2 separate regions of the Sus scrofa genome follow, and region 1 is linked to region 2. A link is a contact called in public HiChIP or PLAC-seq data. All regions are on one chromosome and are shown on one strand. The core of a region is the stretch at or near the end of the contact, and the rest is flanking DNA. Distances in the headings are between cores, read along the strand shown.

Region 1 (2,700 bases), core at 137-2,636, 95 kb after region 2:
AAGTAATTTTGAAAAAGAATAGTAGGGGTGGGAAAAGAGCATTTTAGTTCTCTATTGACTTATAACAAACCTCCCAATGCTGATGGCTTAGAACATCTACTGTGACCACAGCCCGGGATGAGCTCAGCTGGGTGGTTCTGCTGCCCTTGCAGCTGGTCACTCTGAGAACTACATTCAGCCAGGGCTCAGCCCAGGGCTGGACTCACCTGGCTTGCTAAGATAGCTAAGCTTCTCTCTCTCTGAGGGTCTCTCCCTGTGGGACTCTCCAGCAGGGTAGCCACACTACTTACATGGAGCTGGAGCTGCCAAGAACACAAGCCAAAGCTTATGGGCCTAAAGTTTAGGCCAGGAACTGGCAGAGAATTTCCTCTGTGTCATCCTAAAATAAAAGCAAGTCACAAGGCCAGTCTAGATTTAAGAGCTGGGAACTACACGAGTCTGTATACAGGTAGTGTAGTTCATTGGCCCGATTTTATATACTGTGATAATAGCATTACTAATACTATCACAAATGCCCTATCACACATTGAGATTTGTAAAGTTAAAATCTGTAGTGTTGGGAGTTCCCATTGTGGCTCAGTGGATTTTGAACCGGATTAGCATCCGTGAGGACTTGATCCCTGGCCGTGCTCAGTGGGTTAAGGATCCAGCATTGCCATGAGCTGTGGTGTAGGTTGGAGACGTGGTTTGGACCTGGTCTTGCTGTGCCTGTGGCAGGCAGCTGTGGCTGGTAGCTGCTGCTCTAATTTGATCCCTAGCTTGGGAAATTCCTTATGCCACAGGTGTGGCCCTAAAAAGCAAAAAACAAAGACAAAAACAAAAATCAAAAAACAGTGTACACAACTTAGAATAGATTTACAAGGAGATCCTGCTGAATAGCATTGAGAACTATGTCTAGATACTCATGTTGCAACAGAAGAAAGGGTGGGGGAAAAAATGTAATTGTAATGTATACATGTAAGGATAACCTGACCCCCTTGCTGTACAGTGGGAAAATAAAAAAAAGAAAAAAAAAAAAAAAAACAGTGTAGTGTTGATGTAGGACCCAATAAACAAATCAATGGATTAGAACAGAGAGCGTAGAAACAAACATCTACTTACATGGAAACCTGATAAATAACAGAAGTGTCATTATAGATTGGAAAGCATGGACTTTTAAAAGTTAGTAGGGATGGGACAAATGAGTCTTTACCCTAACGGTGGATTTCCACTGCCACACGTTCTGCAACTCTCCTCCCTGTAAGACGAGGCATGTAGTTCCCCTCCCACTGTGTGTGGGCTTGACTTGGTGAATAGAAGCGGGCTCACTTCTGATGAATAGAAAAGAGTAGAAGTGACAGAGTGTGGCTTTAGCAATTATGTCATATAAGGCACTGCAGCTTCCTGCTTGCTCACACTTTCTCTCTCTCTTGAGTGGATCCCTTGCTCTGGGGGAAGCTGGCTTCTGTGTCAAGTGTCATGAGGACTCTCGGGCAGCCTCATGGAGAGGTCTCTGTGGGGAGGAACTGAGGCCTCCTGACAACAGCCAAGGGGCTGAACCATCCTGGAAGCATAGCCTCCAGGTGACACCACCCCCACCTGCAACCTCAAAACCACCAGCTTAGCTGCCCCCAGATTCCCGACCCTCAGAAATTGTGAGGTAGTAAATGTTTGTGGTTCTCACCCATCAGGGTTTTGAGTAATAGTGATGTAGCAACAGGCAACTGACAAAAACTCTCACTTTCAACAAGAAATAAAATTGGATCCTTCCTCACACAAAACATTAGATCTTTTTAGAAAATAATGAGAGTTCCCGTAGTGGCTCAGTGGTTCATGAATCTGACTAGGAACCATGAGGTTGCCACTTCAATCTCTGGCCTCGCTCAGTGGGTTCAGGATCCGGTGTTGCCATGAGCTGTGGTGTACGTCACAGATGTGGCTCGGATCCTGCATTGCTGTGGCTCTGGCGTAGGCCGGTAGCTACAGCTCCAATTGGACCCCTAGCCTGGGAACCTCCATATGCCGCAGGTGCAGCCCTAGAAAAGACAAAAAGAGACAAAAAAAAAAAGAAAGAAAGAAAAATAAAATAGTAAGGGACAATATCTATGATTATCAAAGAGGTTTCTTTAATCAGACAGATAGGCAGACACATGCCATCAAAGACAAGATACTATCACCAGGGTTAAAAGAGAAATGACAAATACGGAGAAGATATATGCAACCTCCAGAATCCAAAACACATGGAGAACCCCATCGAAGATGTAAGTCAACGACAAACAGCCCAACAGAAAAATAGGTAAAAATAATAAACAGGTAATTCACGGAAGAGGCAACCCAGGTGACCTTTAAGCCATCTCACTAGGAACCAGAGCCATGCAGATTAAACCAGCATGAGATTCTATTTCTCATGCATCATAGTGAGAAAACTTAACGCATCTAAAACTATCAAGGCTTGATCAGGATGTGAGTGAATGGGAATTCTCATACATTTGCTGGTGGGATTATACATTGTTACACCCCTGGCGGATGCAGTTTGGCAGCTCGTAGTGAAACTAAACATGCAGATACACTGTGATCTGACAGCTCCACCTCTAGCGATTCTAGAGTTTCCAGAGAGAATTTCTGGCACCCTTGCCCAAGAAGACCCATACAAGGGTAGTTATTGCTGAACTGATGTGTGGCAGAGAAATATTTGAAACAACCTAAATGTTCATTCATAGA
Region 2 (2,700 bases), core at 167-2,666:
CGTGTGGGGAGGGTCTTTCCTGCTACGCCTGACCTCCCCTCCCCAACTCCCGAGACAGCCTTCTCCATCTCCCAAGAATGGGCCTCCTCCCTCTGCTATTCCAGGAATATTATGTTCTCCCAACTGTGATATTTTGGGTCTTTTTGGCAGGAGGTGGGACGGGCAGGGGTGGAAAGAACTCACGAATGTTCTCAGAACAAGGAATGAGTAAAAGTACAGACATCTGGCCCCAGGATTTTGCTGGCTCGGGGACGTCACTGTAAACCCACTAACACTAATTGCTTCCACGTCTGTTCCCATTTCTAGTGGAAATAAAATGCCTCTCTGGCTAATGGAAAATGAAACGCCTGCTTGCTCTTTGTTTACTGCTTTACCTAAGGGCTCTCTGCCCCACCACTCCTCCCCCTGGCCCCCCATCCTGAAACCCTTTATTTTTTGTCTTTTTAGGGCTGCACCTGTGGCATACGGAAGTTCCCAGGCTAGGGGTCGAATCAGAGCTGCAGCTGCCAGCCTACACCACTGCCACAGCAACGCGGGATCCAAGCTGCACCTGTGACTTACACTGCAGCTCGTGGCAAAGCGGATTCTTAACCCACTGTGTGGGCCCAGGGAGAGAACCTGCATCCTCATGAACTGGTCAGGTTCGCTTCCACTGAGCCAAAACGGGAACTCTCTGAAATCCTTTAAAAGGCATCTTGCACCAAGCCTTCAAGAGCCCAAAATGCACAGGGTAACATGGATCAGAAAGGATGCCTGTGTTCCTGCCAGGACCAGAGAACGCCTTAATCCCAGACTAAACAAATGCAGGGGGTGGGGAGAGGCAGAAAGTAGAGAGAGGCAGAGACAGAAAAGGGAAGGAATCCTACTTTGTTTTTAATTCACGCTTCCAAGAATATGGTAGAGCTCCTTACTTGACACAAAGTACCAAGATCTGAACCTCAACTTCTGAATTCAATTTGCCAAAGAAGGGGAAAAGATAAGTCCAGCTGAAATTGGGGTTTAAAGAAATGGACTTTCAACCCATTGGGCCTAGTAATACTTGTCCTTTAAAATGATGTAGAGAGCTCACAGGGAAGCCACTGACAGTCCTGCTCTAGCTTGGCTGCCTGTGTTTACCTCCGTGGCAGGACATATCACACTGATCTAGCTCCCAGGTCAGCAGGATGACAACTTAACACACCTTTCTACCTCCAGCACCAAGCATGGGTCTTGGCAAAGCTGAGGTATAGCACAGACCCCTGGCCATCCTTCCTCTCCCCCTAGTGGTTCTAGTGACAGAACCATTAAGTTATAGCTGGACCCACGTTGCCAAGAATAAAAACTACATTTCCCAGTGTCCCTTGCAGCTATGTGTGGCCATGTGACTTAGTTCCAGCCAATAGGATATGAGGAGAAGTGGTAAATAAACTTCCCATGGCGCAATTCTCCATCTCCCCACTTCTTGTACAAATGTGAATGGTGCGGGGAAGGCGGGTCGTTGGGCATCTTGGGCCATGTAGGCCAGGACAACACCCTAGAGATGCTGGTGCAACAAGACAGGAAGGATCCCGGACAGTGTGAAGCTTTCAGGCTGCTTTCAGCACTGCTGTGTGAGATCAAAATTGTTACTTTGGAACTGGGTTAGAGTAGCTGAAATTATATGCTTAGGATTTATTTGCTGAAGAAGAGAAAGGAGGATACCCCTAAAACAGAGAACCCCACCGTGATGGTTATTTTATATGTCAACCTGACTGGGCCACAGGGTGCCAGACATTTGGTTAAACGTTAATCTGGGGTACCTGGGAGGGTTTCCTGGATGCAGTTCCCATTTGAACTGGTAGACTGAGTAAAGCAGACCGCCCTCCCTAAGGTGGGTGGGCCCCATTCAATTAACTGAAGACCCTAGTCCGAAAGCTGAGTAAGAGGGAGCTCCTCCCGCCCTACTGTCTGAGCTGGGACATCAGTCTTTTCTTGCCCTTGGACAAAAACTGAAACTTCAGCTTTCTTGAGTCTCAAGCCCATTCGTCGGCTTTTAGACAAGAACTAACACCACTGGCTGTCCTGGTTCTCAGGCCTTTGGACTGGCTCCACGGGGTCGTCAGCTTACTGACTAGAGGTTTGGGACCCCTCAGTCTCCATAAATATGTGACCTCATTCCTTGTGATAAGTCTCTGCTTTTATTCCTGGCAACCATGGGTCCAACTGAAAGTTCATGGTTTTGTTATTAGAGAAGGAGGGGAGAACTGACTAAGGGGAGGGACCACCAGGGGTCTGTGCCACATCTATAATTTGCCAAGAGCCACGCTAGATGCTGGAGATAAAAGTGGTGTATAAGACGCAGTCCTGGAGTTCCCGTCGTGGCTCAGTGGTTAACAAATCTGACTAGGAACCACGAGGTTGCGGGTTCGATCCCTGGCCTTGCTCAGTGGGTGAGGGATCCGGTGTTGCCATGAGCTGTGGTGTGGGTCACAGTCGCAGCTTGAATCCCGTGTTGCTGGGATTGTCCTGGTATAGGCTGGCGGCTACAGCTCCGACTCGACCCCTAACCTGGGAACCTCCATGTGCCGGGGGAGCAGCCCAAGAAATGGCAAAAGACCCCCCCCCCAAAAAAAAAGTGATGTATAAGATGCAGTCCTGCCAACGGTCAAAGGGAAGATAGGCAAAGCACTAGTAATTACACCATACCACAAGATATAGACTGACTGATGGATAGACATAAAC

What was found. HiChIP or PLAC-seq counts read pairs in DNA pulled down with a chosen protein or histone mark.
Region 1: an H3K27ac HiChIP or PLAC-seq map of alveolar macrophages shows a contact between it and region 2. The contact joins two enhancer-like sites. A contact is called at or near these places in 1 of 5 promoter capture datasets (liver) and 1 of 2 datasets of contacts at active chromatin or transcription factors (alveolar macrophages).

What each region holds. Positions count from the first base shown.
Region 1 is chr7:9,869,740-9,872,439 of Sscrofa11.1, forward strand. No RefSeq gene overlaps it. Among named protein-coding and RNA genes, the nearest start is that of GFOD1, 17 kb to the left of the region's middle. Within about 2 kb of position 1,387, at least 3 of the 83 cell types and tissues checked have an H3K27ac peak or open chromatin away from gene starts, as enhancers often do. A contact at or near this core is called in alveolar macrophages, where this site is marked.
Region 2 is chr7:9,774,730-9,777,429 of Sscrofa11.1, forward strand. The region is part of intron 1 of GFOD1 (glucose-fructose oxidoreductase domain-containing protein 1); the gene reads right to left. Among named protein-coding and RNA genes, the nearest start is that of TBC1D7, 67 kb to the left of the region's middle. Within about 2 kb of position 1,417, at least 6 of the 83 cell types and tissues checked have an H3K27ac peak or open chromatin away from gene starts, as enhancers often do. A contact at or near this core is called in alveolar macrophages, where this site is marked.